Regions from separate parts of the Mus musculus genome. Here regions 1 and 3 are each linked to region 2. Evidence: chromatin contacts called from public HiChIP or PLAC-seq and promoter capture Hi-C data. All regions are on one chromosome and are shown on one strand. The core of a region is the stretch at or near the end of the contact, and the rest is flanking DNA. Distances in the headings are between cores, read along the strand shown. Region 1 holds the start of Stard3 (START domain containing 3). Region 2 holds the start of Rpl19 (ribosomal protein L19). Region 3 holds the start of Grb7 (growth factor receptor bound protein 7).

What was found. Promoter capture Hi-C pulls out the DNA fragments that hold promoters and counts their contacts. HiChIP or PLAC-seq counts read pairs in DNA pulled down with a chosen protein or histone mark.
Region 1: a contact with region 2 is called in a promoter capture Hi-C map of erythroid cells, with 12 times the contacts expected there. The contact joins the promoter of Stard3 here to the promoter of Rpl19 in region 2. A contact is called at or near these places in 2 of 39 promoter capture datasets (erythroid cells and pre-B cells), 1 of 15 datasets of contacts at CTCF or cohesin (embryonic stem cells), 4 of 484 Hi-C or Micro-C datasets (the N1E-115 cell line, cerebral cortex, embryonic stem cells and 1 more), 5 of 115 datasets of contacts at active chromatin or transcription factors (the SCID.adh cell line, embryonic stem cells, extraembryonic endoderm stem cells and 2 more) and 2 of 9 other capture datasets (adipose tissue and pancreatic islet).
Region 3: an HNF4G HiChIP or PLAC-seq map of pancreatic cancer cells shows a contact between it and region 2. The contact joins the promoter of Grb7 here to the promoter of Rpl19 in region 2. A contact is called at or near these places in 3 of 39 promoter capture datasets (hippocampal neurons, pre-B cells and stem cell-derived epiblast-like cells), 1 of 15 datasets of contacts at CTCF or cohesin (stem cell-derived epiblast-like cells), 1 of 484 Hi-C or Micro-C datasets (the Ba/F3 cell line), 5 of 115 datasets of contacts at active chromatin or transcription factors (embryonic stem cells, epiblast stem cells, memory CD8 T cells and 2 more) and 3 of 9 other capture datasets (embryonic stem cells, liver and pancreatic islet).

The regions. Positions count from the first base shown.
Region 1 is chr11:98,355,424-98,359,944 of GRCm38.p6, forward strand. It overlaps Stard3 (START domain containing 3), which reads left to right and starts at 2,945. Exons shown (of 15, transcript NM_021547.3): 1 at 2,945-3,085. It overlaps Ppp1r1b (protein phosphatase 1, regulatory inhibitor subunit 1B), which reads left to right. Exons shown (of 7, transcript NM_144828.2): 5 at 1-86; 6 at 1,402-1,524; 7 at 1,610-2,373. The coding sequence ends at 1,647. 1700003D09Rik (RIKEN cDNA 1700003D09 gene) reads right to left here and starts at 2,860. Exons shown (of 3, transcript NR_045477.1): 1 at 2,814-2,860; 2 at 1-64.
Region 2 is chr11:98,025,511-98,029,812 of GRCm38.p6, forward strand. It overlaps Rpl19 (ribosomal protein L19), which reads left to right and starts at 1,414. Exons shown (of 6, transcript NM_009078.2): 1 at 1,414-1,480; 2 at 2,313-2,419; 3 at 2,836-2,958; 4 at 3,885-4,005; 5 at 4,265-4,302. The coding sequence starts at 1,476.
Region 3 is chr11:98,443,739-98,448,365 of GRCm38.p6, forward strand. Grb7 (growth factor receptor bound protein 7) reads left to right here and starts at 3,096. Exons shown (of 15, transcript NM_010346.2): 1 at 3,096-3,511. It also overlaps a transcript of Mien1 not described here.

The DNA.
Region 1 (4,521 bases), core at 1,695-4,194, 330 kb after region 2:
GGAGGATGATGAGGAGGATGAGGATGAAGAGGAGGACGAAGAAGAAGACAGCCAGGCGGAGGTCCTGAAAGGCAGCAGGGGCACTGGTAAGCTGAAGGGGCTGTGGTCTGTGGTTCCTGCTACCGTGGGTCAGGTGTGGTGGCTCTTCCAGAAGGATCCTGCGATGTCCTTCTGCGGCCAGCTTCTGAGACCAGGCACCCCTCAGTCTTGGTTAACCTGTCGCCTGATTAGGTTTTCCCCACCGTTCATCCCTTTCTAAAAACTAAGGCGAGACACAGGACAACCGAGGCTAGACCCAAAAAGGAACTGTCTATCCATGGAAGCCAATTGTGAGGAGGTTCATAGATCGAGAGAAAGCCTAACATTTCCTTTCATGCATTTCTGAACCTAGCATGCGCTCTCTGCTGTGCTGAAGGAGGCTGGCTGATTTGCCCTCTCCAGGACCCCTGAGAATGTCTTTTCCTTCCTAGGATAGGGTGGGAGAGTGCCCTCTAGTGTCCAGATGTAGAATTGACGATTTAAGAGCCAGTCTGGTCTGCACCTCTACTTTAACCGCAGCAGCCTGGAGATAAGGCGCCTAAAACCTACACAGGAAGCTGCAGAGCCAGAAAGAAATCCCCAGGAGATGCCCCAGCACTAGACAACTAGGCAGAATGACCTCACTCCCTCTCATGGTTGTGTCTTCCACTCCTGGCCACCAAAGGCTGTGCTTCATCTGTTTAGCCTGGTGCACATTAAACTTTTTGGACCTGTTTTTTTTTTTTTTTTTTTATGGGAATGACACACAGTCTCCCGCTCCCATTCAGCTCTTGGGCTCAGACAAAAAAGCCTTGGGTCTCCTTCTTGCATCTCTGGCTGTGAGGTGTCAGTGAGCTCCTTCTGAGCCCCCACCCCCACCTGAGAACAGATGGGAGATGAATGAAAGCGACTCCCTCAGGAAGGAGAAGGGGGCCCTGAGTCACATGACCGGACCCTCAAGGAACAACATCAATTTCCCGAATTCCGGAATAACTCTGGAGACCAGTTCTGGGCCTCTTGAGAGTATAGGATCTCATTCTGCAATCCAGGTTGGCCCGAATCTTAACAGTGCACCTCAATCTTAATCAATGACCTTGAATTCAAAGCAATCCTCCTGCTTCAGCCTCCTGATGGCTGCATTTTTAGTGTAAGCCTCCACACCCAGCTTCCCAGAAGGTATTATCTAAGGTAATCTACACCGATCTTCTTACATAATATTTCCTTTGGAAAAGTGCCCATGAACTAAGTTACAATCACGGGGACAGAAGTCCAGGCCAGTGTTCTGCCCGTTATGCAGCAATGGATGTCTCAGAAGCTCAACCTCAAGCCATCAGAGAGCACCAGAGGGGCACTCAGCCTATGTATGTATGCCCTCTCTTTCAGTGGGGCAGAAGCCTACTTGTGGCCGGGGTCTGGAGGGGCCCTGGGAGCGCCCACCTCCTCTGGATGAGCCCCAGAGAGATGGAAACTCTGAGGACCAAGTGGAAGGCAGAGCAACACTAAGTGGTGAGCTTTGGAGTGTGGGCTGGGGAGGTGGGTGGGAACCTCATGGGCCAAGCCTGGCCTTGAGTCCTCTTTATTTGTCTTTCAGAGCCTGGAGAGGAACCTCAGCATCCCAGCCCCCCCTGAGCCTGGCACATAAGCTCAGAGCCCTGTATCTCCCAGGAGGAAGTGTTCCCCAGAAACCCACTCTGTCCCCACCCTCCTTTGTACCCTGTCTTTCACCTGCTAGGGCTGCGGCTTCTGACTTTTAGAAGACTAAGGCTGGTCTCTGTTTGCTTTGGCTGAAGCCCAGAGTCCCCAATGCCTTTCCCTGCCAGTCATTCTTCTATTTACCCGGTGGGAGTAGGGAGGTGAGAGAGCCCACACTGGAAACCCCAGAAGGCCATAAACAACCATTTATTCTCCACAAGTCCCCTCCCTCTCCAGATTCTCTCCCCTGGGCACAGGAGACCCACAGGGCAGGTCCTAAGATCTGGGGAAAGGAGGTACTGAGAGCCTACAGGTGCCCTGAGATCTCCTCCTTCCCCTACCAGTGGTGGGCGTTGAGTCCCCAACCCTCTCATAGACTTCAACCAGGGCTCAGGTCTCACGCATTCTTTGCAGAGCCTCAACATGTCCCTCCCTTAGTATCCCATTCCTGCTGGGTGCCTGCAAGATGGACTGGCAGAGGCTGCTTGCTGCGTTTTGTTTGTGCTTTGGTGCCAGGAATGCACTTACTATCTGTCCTTAGGGGGCCACACAGTGGGGGGAGCCTGGTTCTCCTTGTCCTCCAGCAACTTGGTTCCCTTCCCCTTCTTCCCTTACTCTAGGCCTGAACCCCTCCTACGCTGTAATAAATCTTTGTAAATAATTGTCCTGAGACTCCTCTTTCAGGGGAGGGAGGAGAGACCGGGAAGTAATGGTATGTTCTGACAGGAAAAATGGTGGTTATCTTAGGGTCAGGATCTTGCCTCTCGTGTCCAGCCCTTCCCAGGAAGGAGCCTTTCCTGCAGGCTATACGCATGGCAGACATACTAGCTCCTGAGGGAGATGGCTAAAAGCCAGGGGAGAACAAAGGTCCTTTAAATATGTGTGATGGATGTGGTGCTGCGCGTCAGTAATCTCAGAACTTGGAAGGCTGAGTTCGTGGCCAACCTGAGAACGTCTCAAAAACGAAAAATGGATTTCTCCAAGGGACTTGTGCTCACAAATCGGCCCTCACACAGTTCCCCTTCACTCCACAGTGTCAGGCCTGTATGATCTAATAACCAAGACACCCTGGGGTTTTATCCCTTGCTCCTGCACGGTCTTACACAGTTTAACTTCGGTTGTGGCTCCGCTTCCGGACCTCGTCTCCGAGAGAGGGGCGGACCGGGGCGGAGCTTCAGGGTCACACGAATCCCGATTGGCTTTGGGGGCGGGCTCGGGGGGGCGGGTTGGCTTTGGGGGCGGGCTCGGGGGGGACGGGCTCAGCGGCGGAAGTAGCGCCGCCGGGAGCTCTCCTTCCGCTCTGAGGAGTTGCCAGGCCGTGGAGCGGGACTGCGGCTGAGGCAGGAAGAGTGGGGGCCGTGGTGACATGAAGCAGGTGGGTTGTGCGGCGGTCGCAGGCACCGGGCGGTGGTACAAGAGCTGTCTCTACCCGACGGATCCCGCTTTCCTGCCCGGTGTCCGTCTTTGGTTCGGTCCGACCCAGCCCACACCCCTCGCGCTCCGGGTTCCGCCCCCTTCCTCTCCACTCGCTGCTGCGCGCGCAGGGCTGGGGAGGGGGTGTCTTGGTCTTTACCCGAGAGGGTCCGGAGGACGTCTGCGGCCGCTTTCCTAAGCCTTCTTTATAGTAAGAGGAGAGGCAAGGAGTCGGTATCTAAGTATTATGGGGGACAGAATTGGGTGTGGGAAGGGGCCAGACTCAGGGAAAAACATACTAATCGGCTGCCTCTCTGCCACCCGCTGTTTCCCACAACTTCCGTTGGAAACATCCACGCATAGCTTCCCAACGATATCAGAAAGAAGGCTCTTTAAACTCTTCTCAGAAGTGCTTGCTACTGTTGGCTTTCATTCCTGACATACTTCCACCCTTTGACTCCCCAATATTTCCTGATTTTTCCTCTTACCTCTCTGACAAGAGGGCAGAAGAATCTCTTTACGTTCACGCTGGCCCAACCCGCCTCACTGTGCATTGATCCTGGATGGCCTCATCCACTGTTGTCGCATCAAGTTCACGTTCACTGAATATTCAGATGGACGATAGCAGCACATCCCCTTCCTGGGCTCCAAATTAGCTGCCTGTCAATTATGCCTATGGGATACCTTCACTTTGGGATGATCTCACAGGTTTCAAACGTGAGCTGATCTTTTCTCTGTAAATTTATCCTTCCACTCTTGTCTTATCCAGGAGAAAAACTCCGGAATTGCCTTAACATCTTTTAACCCTGTTTGCTCAGAGGTGCCAGTATAGCTAACTCCCTGAACCTTCTCTGTCACTACCCTTGTTGACGTGTCTCTGGACATTTCCAGCAGCTTGTGGTCCTAATTGCTTGCAGGCAAGTCTTCAGAATCTAGCTCTTGCAGACTTTTATATCACGAGTCTGGTTATGTCACTTGCTTGCTTCCCATTGCCTGTGGGGAAACGACTGTGTGCTTGTTTACTGTAAGATGTGCCTGGCTCACATAGGGTTCTTCGTGTATATAGCAGCACCTCTTTCCTCTCTGATCTGCTGGGCCTCCTCCTGATGTATCCTTCAGGAGTCCTGCTCAGAGAGCACCATCTCCACACTGCCCACCTCCATCTCAAAGGCTGGCCGCCCTGCCCATCTGTGTCCTCTGAACACTCTTAGTGTCATAGCTGACATATAGACCCATGCACCAGCCTGCTTGAGTTTTGATATTGTTTTGAGACCTTGATGAAGTCAGTATCTTCCTTTCCTCTTTTGGAAGATGGAGATAGTAATGTGCCTACCTTGTATAGATGTGAGAATGAATGAAGTACTGTGTAGTGTATGCATCAAGGGACCAGGCCTATGA
Region 2 (4,302 bases), core at 164-2,663:
TAGAGTTGAGGCCATCCTAGGCTACATAACAGGACCTTGTCTCAAAAACAAGCAGAGAAAAAGAAAGACTCTTGATTCAAGTAAGCAAGAGGACCAGAACCCTGATCTAGACCAGGCTGTTCTCAAACTCACAGAGATCCACCTGCCTTTGCCTCCTGAGTGCTGGTACATACTACAATACCCAGCTTGGGTCTAGGACTTTTAAAAAACAGGGTTATTTTTATTTATGTGCATATCCATGCATGCCATCATATCTGCTCTACCTCACTGTGCCAGCGCATGAGACTGGCACAGGGCACCAGGTAGCAAGGAGTTACTGACAGTTCTGAATGTTTACAGGCAGATATGGATGTTGGGAATCCAACTGCAATCCATTGCAAACGCACAAGCCTGTGCCATCTCTAGTCCCACTCCCTGGTTTTTGGGTTTGTTTTTTAATCGGGGCTCCCAATATCCGGGCTGGCCTTGAACTCCATATGTCGCTAAGGGTGGCCTTGAAATTCTGATCCTTCTGCCTCCCAAGTACTGGGGTCTTATTCTGTAGCCCAGATTGCCTGGACCACCTTAAATTTGGGTCCATATCATTTCCTGACAGGATTAAGGGAGTAAGCCAGCTGCTCCGCTCCGGAGCTCCAGATATTTGAACTTTTGGCCCCCAGAACATTCTCTTTGGGTTTTCAGTCAGAGGTCTCCAAAGCCATTCGTCCTTTTTTGTTCTGACAACCCTTCGTTTAGTCAATGTAGGGTCTCCTCACACGGACTTGCTACAGTGCAGATTGAGCCAAACGAGATTGGTTCCGCTTGCTTGTGCTAACGCCTTTTTTGTAATAGTAGATGCATATGATTTTCACAAGTGGATGACAGAAATACGAGGCTTAGGTTCAGACTACAATGGAGATTGAAATGGAAGCATCCAGAGATAGGGATCTGCGGGGGCACTGAGAAAAATCTCTTGGTTTTTGCCTGCGCGCGAGCTACTACTCTCTGGGAGCGAAAGCGGGGTAGTGTCCGCTGGCTCTCCGCCGTCCTTATTCTCTAACACTCCCTTCGCTCCTTTTCTCCCAGCTAATCTAGAAACCTTTCACAGACCGCTAGCCCTCCGCGAAGACCAGGCCGTCCAGGCCAAACCCTCCTCACGCCGCCTGCGCGACTTAGCGTGACTTCCGGCTACCCAGAGGACCACGTGACCAAACGCCCTCACTGCGCATGTGCGCCGCGGAGTCGGACTGAACCATTTTGCCCGACGAAAGGGGTAGGTCTTTTGTGTTTTACAGTTTAAAACTGATTCTCGATCTCCAGTATCTAGGATCACGATTTTTTAGGAAGAAAACAAATTAGTGTGAGATGAAATAAGGTGAAATAGCGTAGCGTAAATACAGACAATCATGGAGTGGGGCTTGGGCTCTCCCCTTCGCAGATAATGGGCGGAGCCTGCGGCCCACAAGCTCTTTCCTTTCGCTGCTGCGGCCGCAGCCATGAGGTGAGCGGGCCCGGCTCTCGGTTCTTGGCCGATGAGGTCGACGGGGCCGACGGGGCCGGCAAGGCTTGGCAGGGATCGGGGCCGGGACCCCGGATGGCAGAGGGGAGAGGGGAGGCGAGCGTGGTGCGGCCGCACCCGGAGCGCGGAGAGCGCGCACGGCCTGGGCCTAGGGAGGGTGGAACGCGGGACGCCGAGGCCCGAAGATCTCCCGCGGGCGCCGCTCTCTGCCTGTCACGCGTTGTGAGGCAGGGCGCGGGGAGAGCAGCGGCGACAGGGCCCTGAGTGGCTCCTCGGCTCGCCGGAGCCCAACAGACCCCTACCATGTAACGTGGGACAAGTCTCGGGCAAGGCCAGGCCTCCGAGTGCGGAGGATGAGGTGCCGGGTCGGCTTCCGCCCGAACGGCTGGACGAGGTTTATTAACGTGAAAAAGAGCCCAGAAAGCAAAGAGCCTCGCCTGTTCTGGGTAAACAGGCTGCGTCACAGTCGAGTCTGATCAATTCGTGTCTGATCCTTAACATTAAAGTCTTCACCGAGCCAAGTACCCGGAAGAGCTTAAGCACCCCTTCCCCCCACCCCAGATCTCAAATGGCTGGCCACTTTGGCCACGTTCATTGCCCAGGTCTTTCTTGGTTTGGATTTAAGGCCTTGCTTTGGAAATAGTTATTAGAGGACAGGAAGGGGTGGCAAAAATTTTAGGTCTAGGGGGTGTGTTTGCCCTTAATAGAAATGTATGCATACTGGTGTATATTTTAGAGGGAAGATTTTGCTTGGAGTGTTTGTTGTTGTTCAGATGTCGCTTCCAGGGCTTACTAGTGCTTTCTGTGTACCCAGTATGCTCAGGCTACAGAAGAGGCTTGCCTCTAGTGTCCTCCGCTGCGGGAAAAAGAAGGTCTGGTTGGATCCCAATGAGACCAATGAAATCGCCAATGCCAACTCCCGTGAGTATGATCTGTCACCCTCACTCACTATCTACCTATAAGGAGATAAGTATGTATGTCTTATACATATATCATTGTATATAGAAATAGTTTATAGGGTGCAACCATCTCGTGTTACATTAATAATTTATGAGTAAAGTGAGTATTTTATGTCCCGTGGAAGTTTTTGATATTTAAAGACTGGAGGATGTTGGATGAGGTTTCAAGACAGAAGCAAGCCTTGTTAGTATCAGACCAAGTACTTTGTTAAACTGCATTTCAGATACACCAATATGCTATGAAATATTTACGAGGTAAATGTTCTTTTTAAAATAAGTATTCCAGGATTTCATCTCCTTTTCAGGATGTTGGGTCAAGGGTAAGAGCTTGACTTTTGTGGCTGGCACTTTACTAACGGGTGTGTTGTGCCTTCCCAGGTCAGCAGATCAGGAAGCTGATCAAGGATGGGCTGATCATCCGCAAGCCTGTGACTGTCCATTCCCGGGCTCGTTGCCGGAAAAACACCCTGGCCCGACGGAAGGGCAGGCATATGGGCATAGGTGAGAATGGTCTAGCCTTTCACTCTGCCTCTTAGATGGGTACACTGGGTAGAGCACTTGTCAGCAAGCTTAAGACCGGTCCGGCTCTACATTCACACTGGTGATATTTTTTCTCCCATCTTGTGCAGTTGCTGGGTGGTAACTATCTTCTTTTGCATGGATACAAGTTGGCACTAGTGCTGAGTTTGTTGGTGGGAAAAGATGTCAGCATTAAGTCCCTACATTCTGCTTATGCTGGGGATTCTACTGGGTGTTTTTTGTTTTTTGTTTTTTTTCAAGACAGGGTTTCTCTGTAGCCCTGGCTGTGCTGGAACTCACTCTGTAGACCAGGCTGGCCTTGAACTCAGAAATCTGCCTGCCTCTGCCTCCCGAGTGCTGGGATTAAAGGCGTGCACCACCACTGCCCAGCTTACTGGATGTTTTTAAATGGGATTGAAAGGGGTGGCTAGGAAGTTGGGGTACGCTTACTGATGATCATGCAGGGGATGTGAAGTTTGGTCCCAGCTCTCGTGGCCCACCTGTTTGGGGAAATGACTTGTAGGGCCATTGTTGTTTACAGGATAGGGGGTCATACATACTACCCTTTGTCCTGCCACAGCCTCATGGCTCATAGAGTGAGAGTTTGTGCTAAAGCTGGTGGATCTCAATTTCAAGACCCGCTTTAGTGCTGTCCCCAGCCCTGAAAGGAGAAATTAGTTGTTAATGTCTGTGTTTATTGAGACTGTCCTCTATACAGCTCTGACCTGTGCAGAGCCATCCATCCGTCTCTGCTGTTTGTCTTCTCTTGACTCAGTAGGTAACAGAAATTAAGTGTTTGGATGGACCTAATATTTCTTAAAATGAAAGACAGGTGAGGGGAAGACAGCTCAGTTGCCTCTGGTGAGTAACTTAAAACTTAAAGAGTCTCGATTCTAATTCTTGCTCAGGGAAGAGGAAGGGTACTGCCAATGCTCGGATGCCTGAGAAGGTGACCTGGATGAGAAGGATGAGGATCCTGCGCCGGCTTCTCAGGAGATACCGGGAATCCAAGAAGATTGACCGCCATATGTAAGCTCCCACTTTTATGGCTTTGTCTTTTCATCCATCTCTGTCTCAGTTTGAACAGGGAATCCGCCAGAGAAGTGGGTTATTTTCCCCTTATGCTATCAGTAGCCTAAGATTTAAATTGGCCAGGCAGGTAGTGTGTAGGAGCTGCCCCCAAAGCCTTTGGGGACTGGAGTCCCTGTAATAACAGACTTAGTGACCTTGGGGAGAGGAACAAACCCACATGTCCCACTGTTAACCAGAGTTACACTGTCTCCTGCAGGTATCACAGCCTGTACCTGAAGGTCAAAGGGAATGTGT
Region 3 (4,627 bases), core at 1,846-4,345, 420 kb after region 2:
GATCCTTTTATAGATGGTTGTGAACCACCATGTGGGTGCTGGGAATTGAACTTGGGACCTCTGGAAGAGCAAGCAGCCAGTGCTCTTAACCTCTGAGCCATCTCTCCAGTCCCCAAAACTAAGTTATCCAGATGTAATAGCATCATAAGGCAAGGAGCATCAGTGACCTGGTTCCTGCTCTTGTGCCTTTTATCTTGACAGTTTTTGGTAGAGATGCTCTTGCTCTGGCTGGCCTTGAACTTGTAACTCTCCTCAGCACTGGGATTACACATTCAGCTTGTGGTGACTTTGATCCTAAATTTAATTAACTTATACATATTTAAAGTTCACCCTTGGTGGACACGAAAGCTATGGCATTAGAGGCACCTGCTGCCAACCTTGATGCTATGAGTTCTCATTCCCAGAATCCACCATGCAACGTTCCCAGAATCCCTCATGGCTCTTTTGGCATGACCCTTATACATCTATCCTAAGGTTCCAGACAGAATGGTTCCCAAGTCCTTACAAACCCATGTCCCCTACTGCTAGCTCCTTTTGTCTCCTCCCTGGGACCTCAGATCAGTTCTCCACCTGCCCTGTTCTCAAAGCCCTACTTCTAGATCAGTGTTTCTCAACCTGTGGGTCTTGACCTTTGAGGGCTGGGGGTGGGAGTGGGGGTGGGAGTGGGGGTGAGGATGGGGGTGGAGGTTGAATGACCCTGTCACAAGGGTTGCCTAAGACCATTGGAAAATGTATATTTACATTATGACTCACAACAGTAGCAAAATAACAGTTATGAAGTAGCCACAAAAATCATTTTATGGTTGGGGAACACCACAACATGAGGAACCGTGTTAAGCGTTGCGGCATTAGGAAGGTTGAGAACCACTGTTCTGGATGGAATCCCTGGGCTGGAGAGAAATGGCTCAGGGGCTAAGAATACTTGGTGCTCTTCTGGAGGTCCAAACTGCCTGTAACTCCAGCTGCAGGAGACCTGGCAAGTTCCTCTGCAGGAACCTACACACAGAGGCATGTGCACATAAATAAAAACAGAAGTCTTTGTAAAAGAAATGGAGGGCTGGAGAGATGTCTCAGTGGCTAAGAGCACTAACTGCTTTTTTTCAGAGGTCCTGAGTTCAATTCCCAGCAACCACATGGTGGCTCACAACCATCTGTAATGGGATCTGATGCCCTCTTCTGAGGTGTCTGAAGACAGCTACAGTGTACTCACATATTATAAAGATCCTTGAAAGGAAGGAAGGAAGGAAGGAAGGAAGAAAGAAAGAAAGAAAGAAAGAAAGAAAGAAAGAAAGAAAGAAAGAAAGAAAGAAAGAAATGGAGCCAGGCATGGTGGCACATGACTGTAATAATCCCACCACTAGAGAGGCAGGAGGCAGAGGCAGGCTGATCTCTGTGAGTTCGAGAGCATCTTTGTAGGCCAGCCTGGTCTACAAAACAAGTTCCAGGACAGCCAGGGCTGTTACAGGGAAAAACCCTATCTTGAAAAACAAAAGACAGACAGACAGACAGACAGGAAGGGAGGGAGGGAAGGGGGAGAGAGAGAGAGAGAGAGAGAGAGAGAGAGAGAGAATATCACTCATTCAGCTGGAGTCTGGCTTTCCTCCAGCTCAGCCTTCTACATAGTGATCTTTTTTCAGAGTGCAGCCCTGCACTCCTGGCAGGGTCTGGCTTCTGCCCACTCCTCCTGCCAGTCTGGACAAACAGGATGGATGGCTCTCAAACCTGGTTTGCAAAACAGCCACCTGAGGGCTTGTCAATATCTCACATTCCTGGGGCTCTGCCTCCTCAGTGCTTTGAGACTCTGGTAGCTGAGGAGGGGCCCACGGGTCTGCTCTTTCCAGAGCAGCTTAAGAGACTGTGTTCCCCCCTTTTAAGAGCTGCAGTGTTTTCCCTCCACCCCTCCCGTACCTGCAAGACCTGCCCAGACTACCTGATGGCCTCCGTTCCTGTCCACCCCCACTCTCTTCTGCATTCCCTCCCAGCAGCTGCTTCTCCACACTGGGGGTCCACCATGGCAGGTTAACCCCTCTGGTTCCCACTCACTGCCAGGTCCTCCCTGGCTTTGTTTTCATGGCCTTCCCTGCCTCCTGTGAGTCACTCACCTGGCAAACTTGTCACCTGTCATTTCTTATTTGTGTGACTCTTAAAGGTCAGTCTCCCCGACTGGGTTGCAGCCAGCAAAGGGCGGGTCTGTTTTTGTTGTTTTGCTCTGTATACCCAGCGCCAAGCACAGGTCTGCTAGGTTGGAAATGAGGAAATTGTCTCCTGCAATTTGTTCAAATTGCTTCCTGGCCCAAGCAACCTGCCCCTTCCTCACCTTTTTGCTTTGCTCTATTCATACTAGTCTGTCTGATGTCTGTCTGTCTGTCGTCACTCTGTTTTTGAAACAGGGCTTCTCTGTACAGTCCTCACTGTCCATGTAGACCATGCTGGCCTCGAACTCACAGAGATCCACCTGCCCCTGCCCCTAGAGAGCTGGGATTAAAAGGCACACACTTCCACGGTGGCTTTCCACATTAGTTTTTCAAGCGGAAAAGCTAAGGGAGGCTGTGCTTCCTCAGGGCAGACCCCTTATCGCCCCAGTGGCTTGTTTGTTTTCTTAACTCTTAGCCATAGGAAGCTGGGAGGTGGCCCGCTGCCTTTGATCTGGGGACTCTCAACCCCTCTTCCTGATCCTCCAATGTTTGCTGTGAGCTGAACCAGAAAGCTGGAGTAACTGCTGTAATAGAAGCCATCTGCATCAGGCCACAACGGTCACCAGAACTGTGGCCCCTCCCACTAGGCCACCTTGCCACTCTTAAACTTGAAACTAGGAAGGTGAGACCCTGGACTTGCCTCGGAAGAGAGGGTGCACCTTGGGTATTTTAGCAGGGCCAGGACAACAGCCTGGGCGGCTGGACTGTGGTTGGAGGTCAAAGGGCAGAGCACCTCTTCTGGCTTCCCTTTTAAGCCCAGTGCCCTTTGCCCTAGGGGGTGAGATCCGAGCTGAAGACGGCCCCCTAGCTTGACCAATGAACTGACCATCATTGGAATGGGACGAGTAGGAGTGGGCGGGACCATTCGCGTTTAACAAACAGCCTCCAAACTCCCCTTCCCATGTAGTCAGGATTCTAGATTTTTCTCTGTCCAGCCTGTTCTCTCCGGGGCACCTGCTCTCTCTCTCTCTCTCCCTCTCTCCTAGCACCTGCTGCTCAGTAGGAAGGGCAAGAGCAATTCGAGGCGGTGCATTGTGAGGAGTCTCCACCCCTCCTCCTGCGCTTCCTTCTCCAGGGAGCCTCTCAGGCTCCGCCCTTACCTGCCCGAGATAATTTTAGTTTCCCTGGGCCTGGAATCTGGATACGCAGGGCTCGCTCTATATTCTCCCGCCTCAACATTCCAAAGGCGGGATAGCCTTTCTACCATCTGTAGAGAAGAGAGAAAGGATTCGAAATCAAATCTAAGTGTCTGGGATCTCTAGACAGAGCCAGACTTTGGGCCGGGTGTCCGGCTCCTTCTGTTGGAGGTGCTCCAGGTAAGCCGACCGAGATCGGTCTTAGATAATCTGCTCCTACCCCCAGCCTCACCGAGGGCCCCAGGTTGTGCCTGCATCGAGCGGATCTGGCCTGCTGCCCAGTTAGATGGCCGGGAGGCTGCCACGCTCTCCCCCCTGACCGCCCTCTCTCGGCGAGGTCAGGCCAGAGGCGGGGGGTGGGGGTGGGGGTGGGGGAGAAGGGGGGTGGGTGATAGTTAAGGCCTGGAATCTTCCTCCCTAAACCGGTGGCCTCAGGCAGGTGAGCTATGGTCTGGGTAAAGGCGGAAGCGGGAACTTCATCTTGGGGGATGGGATGGGATGGGATGGGATGCAAGTTAGGTCTGGGTCCCTAAGGAAAGAGTCACACTCCTGATGCTCTCTGCGCTGCATTGTTTGTTTTGTTTGTTGCTTGGCATCACCAATCCTTCCCCTTCCTCATCTTGCTCCCTGAGACCCGAGGTAAGGTCTCTCCATCACCTGAAATCTTGACTTTCCGGCTAAAACTAGTTCTTACCCAACACCAGTTAGTAGGGGGTGCTAGATCCGGAGGTTGCCCTTCAATACCTTATTGAGCTCAGTTTACTACAATCTGGGGTTCCCATTCGGAGGGGAGTAAGGGAGAGCGACTCCCGCAATGGTTGGAACTGCATCTCTCCACGTTGTGGTCCCATCTCCGATACGGAAGCTCAGCAGGCTGCGGATCCCTCCTGGCTGCAAATGAGTGTGGACAAAGAAAGCTAGAGGGGTGGGTGTAGTGTGAAGGTCTGCAGTTCGGGGCCTGGAAAACAGTGTATGGCCGGGTATGTGGGCCTGCCTGAGGCTGAAGTTGGGGGAAAGACCTAGTTAGGTCTGGGTTTTCATGGTAGGATGGAGACAGAGTGCATCTGAGGGACAGCTGATAGTATTTTCAACCTTTTCTCCCTCTTTTCCCCCCAAGAATGCAATGCCTTCTGGGTCATGAGTCTGTCTAGCTTGGACTCTGCTCTCCCCCAATAGCGCGTGCTAATGTGTGTGTGTGTGTGTGTGTGTGTGTGTGTGTTTGTGTTCTCCCCGAAGGCAAACTAATGATTAACTCTACAGAGAACTCTAGCATTCTTCCCAAATTAAACATTAAAA